Linked DNA regions of Zea mays: region 1 is linked to region 2. A link is a contact called in public Hi-C data. All regions are on one chromosome and are shown on one strand. The core of a region is the stretch at or near the end of the contact, and the rest is flanking DNA. Distances in the headings are between cores, read along the strand shown. Region 1 holds the start of LOC100217256. Region 2 has its middle 16 kb from the start of LOC103646067.

Region 1 (7,199 bases), core at 3,461-5,960, 330 kb before region 2:
GTTTCCGTTCCGTCCATGCGGTGCCCCCGATGTCCATGTCGCTGTCGCCGGCCGGCCGGTCGGCATGACGGAGTCAAAGGCTGGCGTGGGCCGAGCGTGGCTGGGCTGGGTAGAGGCGTATAGCCGCGTAGGGCTAGCTGATCGACCAGCTGGAGCAGGGGCATTTCACAGAGGGACTGCAATTTGCGTAGGGGCGCGAGCACGGTATGTCTGAGTCTGACCGGAGGCTGCCGAGTGCCGGCCGGGGGAGGATAAGAGTAACGTTTTGTTCTCAGGTGTTTTAAAAATGGTGGACTCGTAGTGTCGTGGATTGTGTTTCAGGCTTTCAGCTCCATGTGGCATGGCAACGGCTTGGCTTTACTTTGGACCTCCGGGATGTGGTTGGACCAGTGCATCCTTTTTGTCCCCTTTCCATTTGTTCACTTGTGAGCGAGCTGTGGCCGCGCTGTTTCCCTTTGAATTCCACCACTCCCAGTCCCAGAAGAACTGCTGCCGCCGCTTCGATCTTCCTATTTGGATAGCGGAGATTAGATGATTCATCAGTTTCAGTGTACCGTGGTCAAATACCGAAACTAAACAGGTTGTACACAAATTAGAGCCTGAATCTTAATTATTGCCTTTACATTTACACATTTCTAACCTATAGAACACACATATTTTTGTTTTTAATTAAAATAAAGCCTACTCATATTATATACAATGATGGATTGAACATTGGTCGTTGGCTCTATATTTACACTCATCTAATTAATAGATCATACATTTTTTTGTGTCTTATTATAATAAAGTCTACTCATATTATATATAAAAATCGCGATAACACATGTGCAATTGACTAGTCTATTATAACGCTCCAGTACTTAGCTTTTACCATAGCCTACAAGCTTCTTATCGCTACATCAATTTGTTACAGACTTTTAGTTAATATTTGTCGGAGAGGAAATCTCCGGTCGTGTGGCGGTCATGCTTCTTCAAGCAGTCGTAGGTGCGCGTTTTGAGTCCCATGAGGATCTCTGCATTTGGCCTTTCTGCTTGGCCATTGCTTCTGGGGTGGGCCACGGATGCGAAGCACAATACCCTGGAACAAGGGTACCCCTTACTATAGTAAGAAGGCGCGGTAAATCGCGCCTTACCCCACCACGTGGGCAACTCCGAGGCCACTAGGTGACCTCGGAGTGGGTAACATATACCGTAATATCATCAGTGGATCCGGACCCCGTGAAAGAATGCCGGACCCCAGCATACTCAACCGGGGCCTCAGCGGGACCCGGACCCCCTAAGTGAGGTCCGGGCCGCCCACGACAAGACCTCGGGGCAAGGAATACCTTGGCCTGAGGCAAAGGCGTACAGGGGTCCGGCACAGACACTTGTCTGGGTCTTGTCAGGCACGCCTGCGCTCCCCACTCAGGTGAGGACCCGGTGCTGCCACGTCGCCTGCGGCCTGTGACGTAGGAAGGGGAGCAGAGCCTGACGTAAGGCCTCGGGGCCACGCGATCTCTGCATTTATTGTGGAGATCGCGCGCCGCCTGACCGCCCTACGGGCAGGCGATGCGCCGACTCGGTATTTAATGCGCCCCGTCCACTCTAGTGGCAGGCGGTGACCAGACTAAGCAGCGTGCCTGTGCAATTAAGCAACGGGCAGTACGCCCACACCGCTGCACGCGCAGTGGTCATCATGACTTAAACGATACTGAGGAACCTTCTGCAGCACGCCAATTGTACTCGAGCGGCGGATGTCGGGGCACAGGGAGATGGTGGAGGGTGACCCTCATTAGTTGCTCCGGTTATCCCATCTGTTATGTCTCTGAGCCCACATGTCGGGGTTCGGAGTCCTTTTGTACATGCCCCCTTTTAGCTATAAAAGGGGAGGCATGCGACAGGTTCAGGCAGATCCAATCTTAGGCTCATTCAGACACTCACGAGTTCATACAAGCTCTCAAGCAATACATCACACAGTGGAGTAGGGTGTTACGCTCCGGTGGCCCGAACCACTCTAAATCCTTGTGTGTTCTTGTGTTTCCTCCTAGTTTCCAACTAACGAGCAAAACGCCTAGTCCCCTCTTCATCTTAGGATTTAGGGCGGGTGCACTCCGCCACCCGTCCGGAGATTTTCTCTCCGACAATATTAAACATTGTATTTTTTGTTAAAATTTAAATATATATGAGTACATAAATACGTGGATGTGTTTACATTCATAACAATAACTAAAGATTACATAAATAAAAACAACAATAAATACATAGATTACAAATAAAAATACGTGACCTATACATTAAAATAAACAATAAAAAATTTATAAAAATATAATTTATAGATGAGACTCTGTTTCTTTTGAATTATGGTTAAAAAACTGTTAGCGGACGGAGCTTCCTAAGGTCTATGAACTCGTTCTGTTGCATTAGGGTCACAGAAGATTGATGAAGATAAAATATCTTTGTATTCATTTTTTATTAACAAAGAATCCTTCAACCCCTCTAAGCATCTCTAACCGAACAAAATGTAGCCCTAAAATGTTCCTGTACCCGGTGGTGTGGAGGTTTAGATCGCTTTTTCATGTCATAGCCGGTATAGTTCTATTCCTTCCAGGATGGCTAGAGATCAAATTCTCTGGGAGCAGGGCTCCAACAATCTCCGCCTAGCCTGCTACGGTGACTTACACTATGTTTCATGGTAGCCACGAGATATAACATAATAGGACAATCTCTCAGATAAGGTTGTTTGATTTAAGATCGAAAGTTGTAACAAAACTTTTTTACTTGTCCCTCAAAATTGGCAGAACGAGAAGGAACGCCAGAAGATATGGTTGTTATGTCCCGCAACTAAACACAAGTTATGCTTGAATGCATCCTTTCATTATTCGATGTATGGCCATTTTTGTGTGCTAACAATCTTCTTCTTTACTACTGATGGGATATTTTGGTCTTTCAGTTTTTAGTTTTGATTTTCACAAGAGATTCTAGATCTAATATGGGACGGAGAAGGTAGATATTATGGTGTAAACTTAATAATTAGATCTAATTCACATGTTTGACATTTACTATATTTAGATAAGATGGTTTGAAAACTTAAATTTAAACTTGGTATGTTTGACATTTAATATATTTAGACTAGCCAGTTGGTCGTGCTTTGCTATGACTGTTATATATCATATAAATAGGTATTGAGATATGTATTTAAATATAATTATTGTTTATTTCTAAACACTTAGGTACGTGAGGTCTTTAGAGTTTAGGGTTTATTGGTTAGCCCCAAATTTCTAGAGCAGCGGGTGTGGGTCCGAGTGCTCGCTCTGCAATTTTTTTTGCGTGGTGTGGTAGCTACGGGTTGGTTGCTGGACAGAAGCAGTAGCTGGCTGCGTTCCATAGCTCAGTAGCTGAGAGAGCGATGCGTGTGGCATGGGGTGACAGGGCACGGCGCCGAGGCAGGGCGTGTGGGGCGAGAGAACTAGTCGAGACGCATGGGGTAGTCCCAAAGTATCAGCGAAGAGGGGTAAAGTCGTGGTAACACCAGGTGACCATATTAGGGTTTTAATAGAATAATATAGATTAGATGGTCTAATACACAATTTTAAACTCTGGTATCAAATAGCTTCTATATCTGTTGAGGGATCATGTTCATAGAAGATATAATAAGGTTATCTGCTATCTAGCAGGTCTGTTATCTCATCTTTCATCATATTTTATATTTTAAACCTTAATTTATAAACATTCTTTTCAACCGTATAAAACATTATTTCGAACGACTATATACATATCCGTTGTACACAACATAATGTCGTTGCCAGGCTTGACATGGAGCCACCATAACTGCTGCGAGATACGATACGCGTACTCCAGCACAGGCTGCAGTGCATTGCCGGAACTGAAGGAACCTGCTGCGGTCTTTTCAGACTATCTTCAGCGGTTCCCCCTAAATTTGCACCTCTATATCCCACTACATCGCCACATCAGTACACTTTCTTCCTCTATATCTCCTCCCTCTGCAGCGGTTCCCCCTATACCATTCCTTTATACCCAACTACAAACATAAAATATCAATTTCCATACACATTCATCATCTATTAATATTTTTTTCACCACTGATAAATACTGGTGTGCACACATATCAAGAGAAGGGGGCCGTTTGGCGCGTCCCTAGCTGCAGAGGGAGCTCTCTAGCTGTAGAGGGAGAGAGAAGCCAGCGACCATATAGAGGGAGGCGTAGCGTGGACCGTTGTAGAGAAAAGGAGTACTCTGTAGCCGCTACAGGTAGAGGGGAGGGTCTCTGGCGGGAATCGTTGAAGGTAGTCTCACTCGTAAAGACGTTTTGCTTTCTCAGGTTTATACAGGAGGCGGAATTTAACACAGCATGTCAGCATGCATATCCCAATTGAGTCCATGGCATGGTGGTACGGGCTTACCCCCTTTCACCATCTCTTAGCGCAGTCATTAAAAAATCCAGCTAGTGATTGCCCGTATCTCCTGGTGGGAGCAGCAGGGTTGCACTCGTCCCACCGTCGATCGGGTCGGCCGCCGTCCCGTTGGTGTGCAACGAGAAGATTTTAGACAGGCAGGTAGAGCCACCAGCGGGTACAGGGTACGTAGCGTCGCAGACAGGAAACCATGCCCATACAACAAACGGGTGGGATTGAAGCGGCAAACAACACGCACAGCACAGCATATAAACCTACGCCCCCTCCTCTGGGTTCTCGCCTCGCCTTTCGAGGAGGGAGCGAGAGAGAGACAGAAAGAGACACAGTCACACAGCGTAGGGCGCTGCGGCCTGCGGGGAGGAAGGGCACCAGCTTGGTCTTTCTCATCCATTCGCAAATCGCAACAAATCTTGCATCTTATCTTACCCTAGAAAAACAAATCTTGCATCTTCAGCTGTCTGTACGTGTGTGTGTGAGAGAGAGACACTGCGTGCCGCAGCAGCAGCTCTGGACAGGCTTACAGGCAAGTCAGAGAGCGAGGGAGGAGCCGGGAAGAGGAGGCCGGAGGGAACAAAAGGGGAAGTTTGGTTCTTTCCTCTACCACCTGGAGCGTCTCCTTGCCAGCCAGCGCCCGGTCCGGTGAGCTCCATACCATCCAAGTAGTGTGAGGAACCGTCGTCGTTGCTGGCGATCCAAGAGACCAGGAGATGGGCAGCGGCAGGAACGGCGCTGTGGTGAGGCGGTACGTCCGGTCCAAGGAGCCCAGGATGAGGTGGAGCGCCGACCTCCACCGCAGCTTCGTGCAGGCTATCGACTCCCTTGGCGGCCAACACAGTACGCTGCCCTTCCTCCTCCGCCGCTTCATCCCCTTCATCATCATACAGATACTCTATTTCTGCCCTCCCATGCTGTAACCTTTGCCCTCAGTCTTTCGCCCCCCTCACTCATGTAGCAACATTGCCCTTCGGAGATTCAGTACGTAGAATTATTGTGTTGCCATGACCCATGAACGAAGCTCCTCTAATATTGGTTGCGTTCTTTCTTTTGAGGGAAATATTTGGTTGCGTGCTTCTGTGTCCTCCTCCCGTTTTCAGTAGCATTTTCAACAGCAGCGCCTAGCTAATCTCCGTTTTGGTGGGGGGTAAATCGCAGAGGCTACGCCGAAGCTCATTCTCCAGTTCATGGGCGCCAGGGGGCTTACCATATCTCATGTCAAGAGCCACCTCCAGGTTAATTACTCAATTGCTTCTCTTCTTCTCGTCCGTTCCTTCGCATGCACCACCTGCACGGCTGTGCACCAACGACTGCAGGCAAATGGCTGCTTGTTTTTCCGTTGGAATGCAACTAGCAACAGTGCGTAAATGAACTCAGAGCTTCTGATTCCTGCGTTCGTTTTTCTTTTCTTTCTGATGAACAGATGTACAGAGCTGCAAGCCTTGGCGCAGAAAGAGGAGGAGGTGAGAGATGAAACGAGCCCTCATTTGCCCGCTTCTTCCACTGCTGAGTTCTTTCATTCATTTTTTTTCATTGCTCGTGTTTTTTTTATTACTTCACATGTCAACGCTGTGCAGTGTAGCTGAATTATCTATCCAGTATTCATTCAGGGACAACGAAATGTTCTGCGACAGTAAACTGAACATTCCAAAGTATTATATATATATAATTCCCTTTTTAAAATAAAAATAAGATATGACATTGCCTTGTGGTTTGTGTGACTCTCCTCTTAGCTCACATCTCCACATGCTCACTGCACTTGCCAACTGCTCCTAGCGACCCCAGATTCCCTTCTCATGTGTCATGAGTGGCAAAGCCTTTTTTGTTGGGAACGCTAAGTGTAATGCACTGCACACTTTAGATAGATTTCGCTAATGGAAAGCCAAACACCTTTCTTTCATGGCACCATCGATCAGGGACGCCAGCCCAGCTGCTGCAAAGGAGGTACTCATGCAGCGGTGATGAGCGAGGAGGCCCCAAGGAGGAGTTCCTGTGCTGCCCACCACCACCACCTCTGAAAAGGTTCGGCCTGCAAACGCCTTTTCCCTCCTCTCTTTCAAACGTGTTCAAGTTAAAAAAGACAAGCTTTTCAAAGGCCCTAATCTTTGACGCAAAACCAAAGCGCCTTTTTCCATGCATGGCGTCTGTTCACTTGCTCTTTTTTTCATGGGGGTCTCTGGTCGTCTACTCTTTGGGTGCATGAACAGGGCCCGGATGGGATACGAGAGCATGCAGGGAAGCCATGGAGTCAGTGATGCGAGGACTACTGCTGGGGGAGGGGGACTGTACTGCATCGATGATTACATGCAAGCCATGGCCGTGGGCTGGAGAATAAAGGAGGAGGGCCTCATCAGATGGCAGAGGAGAGATGCGGCTGCTGCTACGCCTTCCAATCTCCAAGCCATGGGATGTTTGGTGCAAGAATCTGGCCCCTTTAAGGTACATCAGCTAAAAAAAGTGAAAGTTATAGTAGAAAAAAAAGAGATATCGCCAAAAGGTTTATCAAAAGAAGATGAACCTTTTCCTTGTCCTAACCGCTTGCTTTCACACCATCGTTCTGTTCTTCTTTACATCCTACTACTCATCTTGGCGTTGTTTTTGTTTTCAGTATTTTTTGGTAGAACATTTGCACAAAGTGTGTCTGCCGGTGGGGCCAACTTCTCACCGTGAACATACTGTTAGAGTTAGACCAAACCAGCCAATCTAACAAGCACTACTAAGCTACATGTACACATCTCAGATCAACCAATGCATGCGCACCTGCACATCCCAGATCCTCCTGCAGGACTGGCT
Region 2 (6,925 bases), core at 3,885-6,384:
GCCCGAGAAAAAGTACTCGGCAAAGACGGCTTTGCCGATGCACTGTATGCCGAGCTCTCTTTGCCGAGTGTTTTTAAGGCTTTGCCGAGTGCTACAGGCACTCGGCAAAGTCGACGATTCCGATAGTGGCTACAAATTGTTTTCACCGTTTTGTTGTAGGGAAAAAATAACTATACAAAAATAGACAAAAAACTAGTATTGTTATTTTATAATATGTTTAACAACATAACTAAAGAATGACATCAAATTATATACGTACCTATTTTAAAATATTAAATTTTTCATATAATTTAGATGTTTAGGATTTATCCCTAGCCATGACAACGGCACGACCCGAGTCAGTGGCGGAGGACGGAAAAAAATTTAGGTACGGCTCGGCGGACGGACCTGCTCGGCGGACGGCGGAAGCTCGGCAGTCAGCGCGTCGCGCTCGCGGACGGACCTGCTCGGCGGACGGCGAAGCCGGAAGGCACAACAGCTCGGCGGACGGAGGCACAGGGGCAACGGCGCGTGCTCGGCGGGCTGAGGCGCAGAGCTGCTCCTGCTCGCCTTCTCGGGTCGTCGAGCGCTCGACGGACGGCCGGACGGGTGAACGGCAGACGGCGCGTCGGAGTCGCGGAGCGGCTCGGTCCGTGGCTCCGAGCCCGAGCGGACGGCGGACGACGGGCGGAGCGCCGGAGCAGTGAGCAGCGGAGGCGCGGAGTCGACGGAGAGGCTCGGTCCGAGCCCGAGCGGACGGTGGGCGAAGGCCGGAGGCGCGGAGCTGCTCGCCTGCTCCGCTGCTCGGGCCCTCGGGCGCTCGCTGGACGGGCGGACCGCGGACGGCGGCCGGAGAACCGTAGCCGCGGCACGCCGACGCGGCTCGGGGCCTCGGGCCGAGCGGACGGCGGACAATCGCCAGAGCCTAGAGGCGCGGACGGTGCCGCGGTGCTGGGACTGTTGGCTGCTCGTGCGGTCGTGCCCTCGGGCCTCGGCGGCAGACGTGCGGGATGACGGACGGCTCGAGCGCTTGGTCGGCTGACTGATTAGGGTTTAGAAGTTGGGCCAGACCTATTTTTTTTGGTATGGCTTGAGCCATAATAGGCCATAATGGGTCCTCCGCCCCTGACCCGAGTGATGGGTATTATTTTGGTTGGTCTATGGTTCTCATGCTCTTGGTTATGGATTTTATTTTGATTTTAAAAGATTGAAGACTGGGTTAGGGGTGGACTACTTTCCAAGTAAAATTTGGAGTTGATAAACTCTTATAATAAGTTTAGAACTTTGTTTTCCCTTTAACAGTACCATATATGGAGGTGTGAACTAGTAGCATGACCTAGATAAGTATAATGATTAGTAAGTTTAGTGTGGTACACACTATGTGTCTTTTAGTCTACGTGGCATACAACCCCTATTTTTTATTGAAAATGATTGTTCTTGATCTAATAATGTTGCTTTGTTATGTTCTTTTCAAAATTTTGGCAGGTCTCGAACAAACTCCCTATGCTTGTTTGAGCTAGAGTAACTCTCCTTAAATATGGAGTCTTGGGTGCCGCTAGAGGAGCTCGATCGAAGGAAACTCCTCATGAATTTCCTTGTCTTTTTTGACATCCTAATTGATAAAATAAGAGTCGGTATTAGAAAAGCTAACAAAGTGAAATATGGTACGCGCAAATTACCAACATAATTGAAAAGTGTAAATATTATTACTTGCCAACTATCATCAAAATGAAGATCAATTTGTCTGGTAGCGACCGTTTGGTTCGCTGTCCAATTTATCATATTTTATCTGACTTTTTTTTAGTTTTTCATTTTAGCCTACTAAGATACAAGTTGTAGTGCGGTTATCCGACAACCAAACAGAGGGGGAGTAGCTAGGTTGAGGGAAAGAGAGTTAATGTGTATAGATAGAATATCTATGGAATGGGCCTTGATAAACCATCTTATCAAAACAAAGGTATGCTCGTCCTGATACTGCAAGGTTAGGTCAGGTACGGGACTGGTCACTGGGTTGTGGCATGACCTTGGAACCGGGCCCATCTAACCATCCGTGATGAAAACGTATGCACTGTGGGTTTATAGAACAACTTATTATGACAGGCGAAGTAGAGCACGACCGCGGTCAACTCAATTACTAGTCGAGACCATCTGCACTGCACCGTTACGACAGGCGAAGTAGACGGCTGAATCCGTGGATCCATTCTAGTCACACTCTAACGAACAAAATGCCACCCACACACCAATTCTATTTTACCTTATATTATCTGGAGTCGGTCTTCATGGAATGGATTCTCCATCGGTTAGCACAAATTTGATCCCTACGCACTGGTAGTTTTTTTTAATGAACAAACCCCACCATGGATCGATGACATTGGTTGGTGGAGCGACGGGGGCACAAGCCCGCAGCGCCCGACAGCAAGGTCCAAGTTTCAACGCCGCGTCCTCAACTGTCACCTTCGTGACCTCACCACACCTCCGGTCCCTCACCGTCTCCACTGCCGAATACTATATATATTTATTAAGCAATATTTTATGTTTCCTGAGAAGAGTCGACCACTCGGCCCGTCCCGCGGGCAGGCGGAAGAATATATGTGAAGCGAATAAACACTGCCAGCAGCGAAAGGGCCTCTAGCGTAATGGTTAAGGCTTCCGAGTAGCACCTCCAGGTCCTGGGTTCGATCCCCCTCGGGGGCGAATTTCTGGCTTGGTTAAAAAAATCCCCTCGTTGTGCCCCACCCGCTCTCGGGTTACGTCCTGCGCGCCACCCTCCGGCTGGGCCGTTGCAGAGTGGGCGGTGACGGCCCGCTAGTGATGGGGGCCAGGGTTCGAGGATTTTCTCGGCCGGGACCATGTTTCGGTCTCTTCTTAATATAATACCGGGAGGGCGGTCTTTCCCTCCCCGGCCGAGTTTTAATAAACACTGCCAGATGTCAAATCAAATCCGCCGCGTATCTGACCGAACTCGTTGCGCTGCACCTTTCGTGCGCGACCCTTTGACAATAAAGAAACACGTCTCGCACGCACGCACGCAGGGTCTCGTATCTATCCTAGCCACACGACGACGAGACGAACTGTTGGGCGTCTGCATGCTAGGTAAGGTTCGCTGTGTCTGTGTGCGCTGCGCTCTCTAGCGAGCGTTACGTCACTGTGGAACACGTACCGAGAAGATTTGACGTGCCGTGCCGTGCCGTGGCCATTTGCGCCCACATGCACCGCCACTGGAACCACACATCCATTTCTGTCAGTCAGTGTAGCGCGCGGGTCGACAGGCACACACGACACGGCACGTAACGCCTCCTATTCGCAGGTCAGGTTTTATTCGCCTGGGCGGCCCAGCACTCCACTTCCACTAGCTAGCTGCCGGTGAGGTCACCACGCGCCGCTCCGGATTGACCCGCTGGCTGGCGAGTGGCGACGGCCCGCGAAGCGGAAGGACCGAAGGGGACAGGAGGACGAGCCGGAAACGAGCACGGCCTGAAGTCTGACCTGCTCCAAATCTCAGTGGACGCACCGGCGCCCGGGACGACCAACCACCACCACCACTTCCACTCCCTTGCTCTGCTCCGCACCATCAAGTCAACCTGTTCTCGTCCTCCCTCCCCACGACGACGCACGCGCGGGGCGCGGTGGAGATGGTAGGCCAAGCCTAAATGGAGCCACGGTGGAGGTCGCTATCCATCCTAGGCCGGACTCGCTCCATCGGCGCGGCGCGGGGACCTGCAGACGCCCCTCGCTCTCCCGTCCATGTCGCTCCAGGAATGTCCCTAGCGCTCCGGTCCCCGCTCCCTTTCCGTTTCGATTCGGGTGCCGCCGTGCCGGGAATTGTTCGTGCAGCGGTGCAGCCTGCAGGTGCAGGTGCTGACCTGCTGTAAACCTGTAACGCGCGCGGTTCGAGTTTGTAAACCTGTAACGGTCCCCGCTCCGTGCTGCGCCGGTGGACGGAACGCCAGTCACTCAGTCAGTCGGCGGGACAGTTTGCCTCAGGTGCGTGATCTTTTTTTTTCCTCTCTTGTTGGAGAATTAGTTCCGAGAGCATAAAACATCATGGGAACGGCCGGTTGGGCTAGGCAACGAGAGTCGGCCCAGAAAATATGAGAGGCCCATATCAATGGTAGACTCAGTTCTCCTTTCATCAAGCATTTCCTCTGGGCCTACTTTTTCACCTGGACCTCAACCTTGGAGATCAGGGATACCGTCATCCCTCTACCATAAGGCAGCCCATCGACTTCCCATTCGGCCAGCGTACTCGGCCCAGCATTTGTCAGGTGACCCATCCCGTTACCATTGCATTGTTTATAAACTAGTGGATGAGCTGTTTGAGATAGCCGCTTGTCACTCTGAGCATCTCTAGAAGTGTTTATAAATTTCACTATCTAAATTATTATTTAGGAGAGTGGTTTGCATAAGAATCAATTTCTATATCTTATCAATCTCCACCAACTTGTGTATATATCTTATGTGCATTTTAGAGAATCATTTACGTTTTCTATCTTTGGCTACGAGAAATCTAGAATAAAATATGGTTACACTTGGATAACTATTTAGATAAGTTGTTGGAGGTTTTTTTTTACATAAATCTCAATTCATGTTAACTATAGGATGGAAGAATATAGAATCTCTTGGAGTTCTTGCAGTGCCATTTTATGTCGTAAAATACGTTAAGGGCTAGTTTGGAAACTCAAATCCACTTCAGAAATGAAGGTGAAGGTGATTAGAGAGAAAATTAGTTTATTTTTGTTGAGACCTACGTTACCACGGATCACCAGATCCGCTCCCTTCCCTCCCGTCAGCAGTAGAGGCGCAAGAAGATGTAGAGAACCCGTCTACCTTACCATAAGCACGACAGAGGAAACACGCGAGACACTGGATATAGGGTTGGGCCTCTGACCTATTTCTCTTCTCTATTCCATATGAAGGGTACATGTTCTATATATAGAGACGCGATAGCCCTCAGGGCTATATTCAGTATTTGTCCACATAACACTTTATTAGGGTTTCTCAACAATTTTCACCTCAAACTCCTCTAATCCGGAAGGGAATTTGAGGTTCCCAAACGAACTACAAATCACCAGCTCCGGAACTGTTCCCCGGGCCGCACAGGATGGGCTACATGTGAACAGCGAGCTCGAGTGCAACGAGCAGGCCAGGACGAGCGATCAACTAATACCGTGGCCCGCATGGAAGGAGGCAGCTCCGCACGCAAGGCAACAAAAGAGGCGGCCACCAACCAGCAGCGCGACGAGGACACGGCGTACGTGTTTAAAAACTTATGCGTATGCGCGCCGAGCCGGCGCGACGCACGGCTCGTCGTATTTAACCGATTGATGGATCGCGGCACGGCGTACGTACGCGCGTACAAATTGCTTATATATATATATATATATATATATATATATATATATATATATATATATATATATATATATATATATATATATATATATATATATATATATATATATATATGCTTTGGCTCTCAGTATCAACTCGACGGATCGCGTGTGGCCTGCCCCTGACATAGAGATTAAGGCCACGAACCAGATGCGCGTCAGACTAATGCGTTAATAACACTCGACAGTCACAGTACACTAGTGGCTACTACATATCATACAGTACACTATAGAGCTACACAGCCGTGAACATCATCCTAGTATACGTCACGTACGTACAGAGACGCCGGTGTACAGTGCTTGTACTGTTGCCCCATAACGGCAACTTGTTCCCTACCGCCGGCTACCGGTATGGGGACGGGGTGCGGAAAGGGCGAAAGATCCAGGCGGTGGACGGGCCTTGGATTTGGAAAAGAAACATCGTGGTCGATCGCGCCACCGCTCCGCATGATTAGGCCCTTTCGCGTCCTGATAATGGACGGACGCGCGACGACGCTTCCTCTTTTTCTCTCTCTCTCTCTCTCTCTCTCCCGTCTCGCTGTCGCTCTCGCCTCTCGCTACGGGAGTCGGGTGCCCATCACGGTGATGGCCGAGTACCTTCGCCTTGTCCGCGTCCGTGTTGTCGGCCGTACGGTGTTTGCCAGCACCGCTGGCCCACGTGATCCATCGCAACCACAGGCCCTAATCATTTATCACATCGGCTCCTAGTCCTTTCCACTCCCCCCGATTTTTTTTACACGTACGTTTGGTTTGGTCTGAACCAAATATTGCTATCTCTGATCATTCATTGGACAATTTTTTTAGTTTCTTCCACGTATGACTTATATGTTATAAAAGAGATGTTGTTTTTAGTGAATCTAAAAGCATGGATCTGATATTACAAAATCTATTTTTTTTAAAAAAAAACAAATGATCAAAGTCACATACGTTTAATGTTAGGAAAAACTTTAACATGAATGACGTGTAAATAAAAAGTGAGCAAGACGACAACGCAGGCAAAGCATTAATCACCTCTTGTGTTTTAGCTTCCTGTGCTGTCGTGGCCGCGTCATAACGCACGCACGTACGTACGTACTCTCTGGCATGTCGACCTCAGCTACTTTAATTTGTGGCGTTCTTTGGCTACGTGCCAGACGCGTGGACGTGGTCACGTGGACACGTATTTACATACACTACCGGAATCGCGTTCTTTGCCGAGTGTCTAAGACACTCGGCAAAGGCTATTTTACACTCGGCAAAGGCTTTGCCGAGTGTAACACTCGGCAAAGAACACTCGGCAAAGATTTCATCGGCAAAGGGTTCTTTGCCGAGTGCTTTTTTTCAGACACTCGGCAAAGACTTTGCCGAGTGTCAAAAAGCACTCGGCAAAGAAAAACACTCGGCAAATTAAGAATCGAAAAAATTAAAAAAAACAGGAAAACATTTTTTAAATTCTAGGAACAACTCTCCAACCCTACCCTATTACCTTACCCGTTGCCCTATCATTTTTCACTATTATTTTGAATCAAACTTATATGTTTTGTAAATGGTGAGATTCGAACTCGCAACCTCTCTCT

What was found. Hi-C and Micro-C count contacts between places; a contact is called where the count stands out from the background.
Region 1: a contact with region 2 is called in a Hi-C map of tassel, with 2.7 times the contacts expected there. The contact joins the promoter of LOC100217256 here to the enhancer-like site in region 2. A contact is called at or near these places in 2 of 25 Hi-C or Micro-C datasets (ear and tassel).

Annotation. Positions count from the first base shown.
Region 1 is chr2:18,300,015-18,307,213 of Zm-B73-REFERENCE-NAM-5.0, reverse strand. LOC100217256 reads left to right here and starts at 4,710. Exons shown (of 6, transcript NM_001143611.1): 1 at 4,710-5,246; 2 at 5,565-5,641; 3 at 5,830-5,869; 4 at 6,323-6,428; 5 at 6,614-6,845. The coding sequence starts at 5,120.
Region 2 is chr2:17,967,905-17,974,829 of Zm-B73-REFERENCE-NAM-5.0, reverse strand. No RefSeq gene overlaps it. Among protein-coding and RNA genes, the nearest start is that of LOC103646067, 16 kb to the right of the region's middle. Within about 2 kb of position 5,134, at least 18 of the 20 cell types and tissues checked have an H3K27ac peak or open chromatin away from gene starts, as enhancers often do. A contact at or near this core is called in ear and tassel, where this site is marked.